Regions from separate parts of the Zea mays genome. Here region 1 is linked to region 2. A link is a contact called in public Hi-C data. All regions are on one chromosome and are shown on one strand. Each heading gives the region's core, a stretch centred on a gene start, on an enhancer-like site or on the middle of the called end of the contact. The rest is flanking DNA. Distances are from core to core; before and after follow the strand shown.

Region 1 (5,071 bases), core at 2,398-4,897, 770 kb after region 2:
GGGCGCTAGCTCCCCTCCGCTAGACACGTTAGCACGCTGCTACACCCCCCATTGTACACATGGATCCTCTCCTTGCGCCTATAAAAGGAAGGACCAGGGCCCTCTTATAGAGGGTTGGCCGCGCGGGGAAAGGACGGGACGGGCGCTCGCGTGAGGCCGCTCGCTCCCTCCCGCGTGAACGCTTGTAACCCCCTACTGCAAGCGCACCCGACCCGGGCGCGGGACAAACACGAAGGCCGCGAGATTTCCACCTCTCACGCCCGTCTCCCTCCGGCTGCCTTTCCCCCCTTCGCGCTCCGTATCGCGCCGACCCATCTGGGCTGGGGCACGCGGCGACATTTTACTCGTCGGTCCAGGGACCCCCGGGTTTCGAAACGCCGACACGTTTATAGTGTGAAACCATTTTTTTTGAAAAAAAAGATGGCATTAAAAAAAACTCAAAGGCATTATAAGAATCTAGTAGGTTCAACTAACCTACCAGCTAGAGGTTCCAAACAACACTCATCTAAGTGTTAGGCTATGTTCCAAATCTCTAAGGCTAATAGTTAGCAGTTAAAATTAGTTGAGAGGTTTAGAACGGTTCAGCTAAGGACTGGCTAATTGTTAACTATACTCTACAAATATCCATTAGTTGTTAGGTGCTCTAGTCTAGCTAATAATTTATTAGCAGACTAATAATTAGCTCTAGATGTTTGAAACAAGGTCTTAGCTGTCTATTTCATATAACAATTTATTAAATGTCTAACCATTAGCTCGAGAAATTCCAAATAGGCCATAAGACATGAATAACTAAACATGAGTAAATCTACTCACTAACCTATAAAACAGAGGTGTCCATAGGAATATGGAATGTGGTGTAGCGGGCACGGAGTCGATGATGAAGAAAAGCTGGGTACTAGTATAAGGGGGTAGCGACGGGCCTCTATGCTTTGGGACACACCTAAGAAAACTTGATTGAGGGGTTACTGTTTAATAACTCTAATTACTACTAACATTCATAGTGTTGGTTTGCTTTCCCTTGTACTCCTTTTAGTTTAGGGCTTCTTTGTTAAAGCTTCTCCTTCTGACTTCACTAATATTTAATAATAATAAAGTTATACTAAACAATATTTTAAAAATGAATTCAGGTGAAAAAGCACTTCTCTAGTTTGTATTAAATGAGTGAAGAAAAAACAGACTTCTTCATCTTTGGCTCAATTATATTTTACAAAGAGACTCTTTCACCATTGATTGATTTTTTCTCGATACACAGGCACACAACAAATTACAATTGAGATTAACTATATTACTAATGTAACTAGATATAGTTTCTTTTTTAAAATAGCATAGAAATTGTTTTGTATGCCTTTGGCTTCTCTAGGAAAGCACCTTTGACAAAAGAAACAAGAGCTAAAGTCATTTTTTGAGAAGAAGAAGAAGAAGCCTACCAAATAAGGCATGATTTACAAAGCATATACATATATCTATATTCAAATTAACTTTATAATCTTTAATTAATAATTTTTAACTATTATTTGGTTATTCGCATTACACACGGATTAGATAGGAATGGAAAAATTGAGAATAAGTTTGACTTATTTGAGATTTAAATCCACCCAATTACATTTAATCCACATGGATTGAGAGCTAACCGAACGCGTCCTAAGTGGAGAAACTAGACGGAAAAACGTGGAATCGAGCACATGGATTGAGAGCTAACCGAACGCGTACTAAGTGGAGAAACTAGACGGAAAAACGTGGAATCGAAGAAACCTCAGGTATCATAGAGAAGACGCTCATATGACTATATGTCTAATTCTTAGGCAACGCACATGAGTCATTGATCTTCAATCCAACGGCTCTTTGTTACTCTTCATTTTGTCGCTTCTGTTGCCGTTTTTCCTCTGCTCCTGTCCTGTCCACTCGCAATCCTGGACAAAGTTTGCCCGGCCTGCAGCGTTCCTGAAACCTACATGTACCACGTTTTGCTTGCAGTCCTAGTTTATTAACCTTTATTAGGGAGAAATAAACTAAGTTTGGGTGCCGAAACAGACCACGAGTCCACGACCACTCCATTTTCAAGCACCAAACTGTATCAGCTTCTCCAGGTTCATATATGACGATCCTCCATGCTCCAGAGCAGTCTTTGATTTGGCCTTCAGTTCCTTAGCTTTCGTCTTCCTTGCCTCCCCATCCGCCCCTCCATCCATGAGCATATCCAAGGCTTGCTTCACCTGTTCCATTCCCACATCTGCGTCCGCCTTGCCACCGCCGTCTTTGGCACCGGTCAGCACGCTCTCCGTGGGCTTCGTCACGCCGACAGACAATCCGATGCCAAGCACGTGGACGATCAACTTCTCGTTCAGGAACTGCTCGGCGGAGAACGGCCAGGTGGCCATGGGCACGCCCGCGGCGACGCTCTCCAGCGTCGAGCCCCACCCGCAGTGCGTCAGAAAGCCGCCGACGGCCGGGTGCTCCAGGATGGCGACCTGCGGCGCCCACCCGCGAAGCGCAAGACACTGGCTCTCCGGGAGGCCGCTTCCATCGGTGTTGCGCTGCAACCACTCGTTGACGTCATCGGGCAACGTGTCTGCGCCCTTGATGACCCAAAGGACAGGCCAGGGGCACGACACGAGCGCCAGCCCGAGCTGTATCAGCTGCGCTGGAGGCATGCGCCCGGCGCTGCCGAAGCTGACGTAGAGAACGGAGTCGGCTCTCTTGGCGTCCAGCCACGCCATGCACAGCCTGGCATCGTCCGAGTTGGCCCGCGAGTCGAGGAGGCTAGGAGGTGCGGCGGCGCCGCACAGCGAGACGGGGCCGACGGAGAGCACGGCCTTGCCCGTGGCCGCCGCGAGGCGCGAAACCGAGCCGTGCTCCAGCTCCTCGAAGCTGTTCACGACGATGCCGTCCACGGCCAGCTCGAACTCCCGGAGCTCCCGGTGGCGGTCCTCCGGGATGGAGGAAGACGGCTGGAAGTGGATCGGCAGCTGCCTCCTGGCGAACCTGAACTCGAACGGCGGCAGGGCGGGGAGGTCGAAGAGCTCGTCCGGCGACCCGACCGCCTCGTGCGGCCTGTGCGTGTTGAGGTACTCGCAGCACAGCAGAGCGAACGCGCAGAAGCCGTGGAAGATGAAGCAGGGGGCGCCGAGCTCGCGCGCCACGCCGTGCGCCCACGTGTGGCACATCCCGGCGACGACGCAGCTCGGCCGGGGGTGCGCCGCCGTGGCCGTGGGCAGGCGGCGGCAGTGCCGCGCCACGGCCTCGCCGAACCGCGCGGTGGCGACGAAGAAGTTGGGCACGAGGTCAGGGGAGGGGATGTGGTCCGTCCTCTCGCAGCCGTCCGGCAGGCCGGCCTCCGCGCCCGGGAACGGGATCGCGGTGACCGTGACCCCCGCTGAGCCTTGCCCGGCGCGGTCCACGCGGCTCTGGACGAGTTGCGAGCTGGAGGGCGTGGTGATGATCGTGACCGCGGCGCCGTGCGCGGCGAGGAGGCAGCCGATGTCCACGATGGGGATCATGTGGCTGGTGGCTGGCCATGGGATGACCACGAAATGGGGCTTTGGGCACAGGGTGGCCTCCATTTCCTATGTCGTTCCTGTCACCTTGACGAGAATGCAAGAACTCTGCACAGGGTTGTGGTATCTACCTGTGTAAGGGTTCCCGATGCATGTTTTGCTTCTGCTAGCAGAGCGGCTTATATATATACCGCAGCAGAAGTGCAGTGGACAAAGCCAAGTAAAACAAGATTGGTGGCGACGTGTGCATTGTCGTCTTTGTATAGCCTGAACTAACTGATAAGGACCGGCTGGATTTGTCCAAACTCCACAAGTTATTTATTTTTCTGCAATCCTCCAAATTACACAATGTCCAGACTTGCCACACGATGAGCCGACGCTGGGCGTAGCGCTGGCGCTCGACGTACGCCAGCTTCCACAATAGCTTCGCCATGGCATTTCGTTGGTTTGCGACTTTGAGTAAACGCTGGTGCTGCTTGCTTGCTTGCCAGTGTGACTGTTGCTACACTCGTTGCCAGTGTCACAGAAATAGGCTTTGGCCGTTCTTGGGAGAGGTTAAGCAATTCGATTTGGATTTGACGCCACGGCATTGCTGGCTTACACTGATCCTGGATGTTGCAATTTGGCCTGTAACCGTTATACTGATGGCGACTGCAGATTAATGCATCGGAGACAGAATACTCGGCAGTTGATGGTTCAGAGATCGAGTTCTTGGGCCATCTGCCTTCCCCCGGGCCCGCATGTGGGTGGATGGTTCAGAGATCGAGTTCTTGGGCTGCCGCCTCCTGCTAGTATCTAACTTGTCTTGTGGGTGGATGGGCTTATGTCGTCGAAGGTGCATGAATTATGACGGAATTTTAGTTCGAATCACATTTGTTTTTTTTTCATTTTCAGCGGGTGCATTTGCATCTCTTGATGTCAGTTTACCTTTGTCAATGGCTGCCACAAAGTACGCAAGATACTAGCACAAGAATAAAGGTGTGAACATTGTGACAGTAGACCCACACAAAAGACAAGAAGGGAAGTGGAAAGAGTGGGGCTGTCCGTGGTATATACCAGTCGAGAGTTTGGATATGCATACCGTTTTGCCACATAAATATGATGGAGTCTCCAATTTATAAAATAGTTTTGCATACTTGTTTTTTATGTAAAAGATTCAGAGTGCCCAATAGAACTGGTAGACGATCCTCGGTTAAGAAACCTCGATTGTTGGATAAATTTTGACCGAATTTCATCTAGAAAAAAATGAATTGCAGCTATATATATGTATCGGAGTGTGTAAACGGTCGCAAATGCGTAAGACAAGTGCCCACAAGCAAATTGTTCACATTTCCAAGACGCTGCCTCTCCTCGTAACCCAAATTCACGGATCCTCTCCCCCTCTTCTTTGTTTGTGTGTCCACATGCTGGAAGTGAGCATCTTGTTTGTATGCTCGCATCGTTCTTCATCATCCTGTTTTGCACATTCACGTCAGCGGACTGCTGGACACAGCCTAACAAAGGCGACAATCTAAATTCTTTGAGTTGCGGTACAAAACAGATGCTCATAACGAATACACTCATCCATATTTCTTATT
Region 2 (5,183 bases), core at 2,144-4,643:
CTCCTCGGTAGAGGTGTATGGGAAGTCACGATCCCTTGGCAGATGGGTAACATGACTTGTGGGTAAAGATGCGCAACCTCTGCAGAGTGTAAAACTGGTATACTAGCCGTGCTCACGGTCATGAGCAGCTCGGACCCTCACATGATTAATTTATGGAACTAAATTCAATTTGTCATATGCATTGCATCGCAGGTGATGTTGTTACTCCTTTTGTTCTACTACTTAATTGGGTTGGTATTTACTTGTACTTAGTAACTGCTAATAAAATTTTGACCAACTTTAAAAGCAATACTCAGCTCTAACCATCCTCTTTGGTAAGCCTAACACTTCACGTGAGCTCCCACCTTTGGCGAGTTCGTGCACATTATTCCCCACAACTTGTTGAGCGATGAACGTATGTGAGCTCACTCTTGCTGTCTCACACCCCCCACAGGTCAAGAACAGGTACCGCAGGATGAGGCGCTTGGAGGATGCTGCGATGTGTTCGTGAGAGGTCTAGGTCGTCGTCTCCCAGTCAACTTTGGGTTGCTGGACCGTTGTCTCCTTATAATGTAATTATTTATTTATTTTGTATAAAACTCCTGTTATATAGTAAAGATGTGACATTCGATCATGTGCCATGATTCATCATATGTGTGAGACTTGGTCCCAGCACACCTGGTGATTATGTTCGCGCCCGGGTCTTGGTGCCCCTAAAACCCGGGTGTGACAAAACATGATGATACAAAAATCACATTTAAACACCATATTGTTTTAATGATACAGTAGAGACATGTAAACTTAATTTAATGAGACTATATTTGGTCTCGTTACAACGCACGAATATAAACTAGTACAGTATAGCATGCCTCGTCATGTCATCATCTTCTTCGGCATCGTCAGATTCTTCGGCATCGTCAGATTCTTCTTCATCTGCAATGTAATGAACTGGATATGCATATGCTGGCTTCGACGGTGGCGCTGGCATTGGATACTGTGGCCAGAAAGGCTTCAATTCCTCCTCCTCCTTCTTCTTCTTCTCCTCCTCCTCCTCCTTCTTCTTCTCCTCCTCCTCCTGAGGCTCTTCCTTCGGTTTTAATTCTCCGATGCGAAATAGGGCAGCATGTTGGACAATAAGCCACAGTATGGTGGTGAGGTCGCCGCCGCGGCTGAGCTGCTTGGCATGGCTCTCCACGCTGCATCTGGCGGCCGCATAGAGCAGCTTGTCCACCCACACGTTGAAGATGAACTCCAGCAGCTGCGGCACTTGCTGTCGCTTCTGCACACTGATGCCAGCCTCTATTAGTGTATTAGCAAGCGCAGCTGCATTACCAACAACGAGCCTGCCTTCGTTTCGGTCAAACCATCTCCGACCTGCTTTCAGTCTCTCTAGCAGCATTTCGGCAAGCTTGTCTTGAGGAGGCGGAGTATCTTTGGCTGCTGTAGACGACGACGACGACGAACCACCAGTAGTTTTCTTCTTGCCGTCGTCCCATATCTCGTGCAAAGTTTGGCGGATTTTCTCGAGCAGGCTGTGGAGCACAAGGCCAGGCAGCATGTGTCGACGTACAGCGACGAAGAACATGAGGTATTCTGACATCACCTTGATCGCCGTCACATGGGCATCGGCGGCGTCGGCCGAGGATCCCCCTGGTATGCTGACTATGCTCTCCTTGCCGCTTGATGACGAGAAGAGAATGCAGGTGGCCATATGCCACATGAGGACGTCCTCCTCGAATTCACGGCCGAAGCTGGGCAATTTCGGTTTCTTGTTACTTGTTTTCCTACCATTTTTACGGCCGCGACCGAACAGGTTCGTCTTGGCGTCCTCCAGGGCCTGCTGACCCCAGAGTGTCCTGATGTCTACCAGGGTGTAGCGGCATCCAATTCCATTCTCATCCGTCTTCTTATCAGCATTATTATTTTTGGTCGACACCAGTATTCGCTGCACTCGCTGGATCAGCGATTCCTTGACGTCCTGAGGAAGCTCACGCAGATACTCTGTCTCCTCCAGCTCCAATTTTTTTTCCAGCCAGCTCCCGAACCGCGTCCACCATGGACGGCGGGCACCACGGTGAGCAGCAGCAACGCTGCACGCCTGCAGCAGGTTGTACCTCCCGATGGTGCCCGACCACGTCCTGTAGTAGCTAACTGGATCGCTGCCGAATAACCACGACAACGGATGCAGGGCGTCGACGGCGCGGTGGATCCGGCGCCATCTCCCGCTGCACAGCAAGTGGTGGCGAAGCCACCATGCCCATGGCCGCGCCTCTCTGAGGGCGGCGTACGTCCAGGTAGAACCAAGGGCTCTGAGCAGCCACATCAGGTCCATGGCGAAGGCAACAACCAGCAAGAGGTAGGTGATGTCGACGAAAGATCTCCTGATGATGATGGCCCGGCGGCTGCGGCTGCCGATATACTGGTTGAAGAGCAACACTGCGGCAGCGGTGGCGAGGGGCGACACTAGACGGTTGAGGTAGCCTGCAACCGGGCAGGTGTGCAGCACGATGGCCTTGGTGTACAGGGCCTCGTACATGAGCGAGAGCTCCATCTCCACCACCTTGCACATGCGCTCCCATCCCAGCAGGAAGATCTCCTCGCTGGCACGCTGCTTCTCCGTGCCCGGGAGCACCGAAGAATCGGACAAGGCACGACGGCAGACATGGAACAGATCCTGAGCAAGGCACAGCGCGTCGTTGCTGCTTGTTGCGGATGTGAATCGTCCCGGTCCCGGTCCCGCGCCCGCGACCTTCTTCTTCTCCTCCTCTTCCTCCTCCCCCTCCTCCTCCTCCATCATGCTTTTGGATTTCCATAGCGCGTACCACTTCTCCACATACCTGACAATGCCTATGGGCAACATGATGGCCGACGCCGTCGCCAGCGGCGTCCAGGTGCGCGCGCGATATATGTACTTGTACTGAGCGTAGAAGGCGCCCCCGACCTGGAAGACCATCTCGAGGAACTTGCGCACGGACAAGGCGCTGTCCTCCAGCGCGTAGGCGGCCATGGTGTCCGGGCCGCCCAGGTGCAGCAGCAGGAACGGCGCCCAGAACGCTATCACCTGCTGCTCCTCCGCTGACCCATCGGAGCCGGAGAGGGACAGGCTTCCGAGGGCGCCCGTCGCGGCTATCTCGGCGCCCTGGTATGCCAACCAGACAACGCGCGTCACGAACCACAGCAGGATCGACCGCCAGCGGCCGGACGTCGAGCGCCGGCGTGTCCAGGACAAGAGGCTGAGGACGACGATTGTCACCAAGCTGGAAATTACAGAGAACCGGAGCCCCCAATCGCTCCATAGCTGCGCAAGGACGTCGACGAACATCCAAGCTGCTGCTGCTTTAGAGTATAACCAGACACGGATCCGGAGACCGCGCCAAATGACAGCGGCTGGATAGCACGTGGCATGTGCATCCCCACTCACCCTAATGACATATAAATCTATTGCCCCGAGTCGTCGTCTTTGATGAAAACTGTTCAAAATTAACGTAAATGCATAATCGATCAATTCGTCGTGATAGTAGGAATTTATTATTTTCTATATCATAAACTCTATAGACACCATTTATCTTTCTCTATGTGTAATCCTAAGGTACTTTAAATTTTTACCACAGTTAGATTTTCAGAAAAGAAAAGCTCGTCGAGGAAAAAAACAAGCTAAAACAAACCAGCGCAAGGTAGACCGTGCCTCGATCGTCTCCACCCGCATCGGTTTTCCCTAAATTTCTATTCCTATATCACTTTGTTGAATTATATCATTAATATTTTATCCCTTGCTTTTTCATCTCCCGTAGCGGTTCTCTTAAATACTTCTTCTATACCCCACTATAACCATAAAATAACATTTACTACACCTACTTTTATCTATTATCAATTTTTCTTTAACGAACATTTAATTAAACAGTACAAGTATAGTGTTTGGAGGCATCGCCACCGCCCTCCACATCTAGCGAAGCACTATTCTCAGTGCTAACACTGTTGAGGCTTTAGGGGTGGCCGCTGCACCCCTCTCGTTACACTATGTGAAACGTATACAGTGTTAGGAGAGGGAGGGAGGGGCTGGTCGCATGCGCTGCACACAGCCTCATGTGTCGCCTTCTCTCCCGTCCCATCCACGCTGACATAATTACAGGCCACCAAACACATTCATCATCATGTCACGCCCGGCAGGCAAACGGGCCCATCATCCTCGCCGCGAACGATTTTTTCCTCCCAATTAAACCGACCTGCACGTTACATCATATGGAAATGTATGTATGCGTGTGTGTCTATATATATATATATATATATATATATATATATATATATATATATATATATATATATATATATATATATATATATATATATAGTTCATGAACAGAAATATGGTTTGCGTGTAAGTCGGACCATTTTCTCAAGCTCTCGTCCCTGCCCGGCGAAGTAGTCGTTATATCAGTCACTAAAATAATTAGTACGTTTTAGTTAACTATATATTAGACACGGAATTAATGTACAAAAACTAGAAAATATATAGCGCATACCAAATGGGCCGTGCTTTTTCGTATCGTGTCTGAGCTGGCCCATCGTGGCTTTTTCGTATCGTGTCTGAGCTGGCCCATCGTGTTAGTGCCAAATGACCATCTATAATTGCACCTGCTTCAAGTGTATCTTGTTACAAACAAAAGGCCTTATGACCAACTAGGACTTTAAGTCTAGATATTATAGTTTATATCTATGATAGTTAATTTGATTGTAATTTGATCAAACTTTATACATGCCACACATAAGAATATACACTGTTAGTTGGCCACAACAAAGAGCACAACACTTCGAGCAAATCTTTCATGGTAACATAGCCACCTTTTCTGAAATCAAGTAAAAAAGAGAACAATAGAGACAACCTCATGGTCGTCGCCCTCAACGTCGGTCTTTGAACTGGTAGTCGATGAGAAACTTATTCGAGACTGAAAGGGAAGGAGTCTCTAAGCCATTTATATATATATATATATATATATATATATATATATATATATATATATATATATATATATATATATATATATATATATATAAGCGGTGTTCTAGAGCTAAGTTTGAGACAAAATGAGAAATATAAGTTGAAGTGTTGGAAAAAGATGAGAACCTATGGCTTAGAATTGTTGAATGGACTCTTGATATGTTTGTCTAAGTCATGGAGGTACTCAAGAAGACAGCCAAATCGAGAC

What was found. A called contact is a pair of places that touch in the nucleus more often than the background predicts.
Region 1: a Hi-C map of ear shows a contact between it and region 2, with 3 times the contacts expected there. The contact joins the promoter of LOC100285839 here to the promoter of LOC103641852 in region 2. A contact is called at or near these places in 2 of 25 Hi-C or Micro-C datasets (ear and leaf).

The regions. Positions count from the first base shown.
Region 1 is chr10:134,431,628-134,436,698 of Zm-B73-REFERENCE-NAM-5.0, forward strand. LOC100285839 (cytokinin-O-glucosyltransferase 3) reads right to left here and starts at 3,648. Exons shown (of 1, transcript NM_001158729.2): 1 at 1,740-3,648. The coding sequence starts at 3,560. The coding sequence ends at 2,058.
Region 2 is chr10:133,664,735-133,669,917 of Zm-B73-REFERENCE-NAM-5.0, forward strand. It overlaps LOC103641852, which reads right to left and starts at 3,394. Exons shown (of 2, transcript XM_020545912.3): 1 at 1,354-3,394; 2 at 720-1,265. The coding sequence starts at 3,301. The coding sequence ends at 1,075.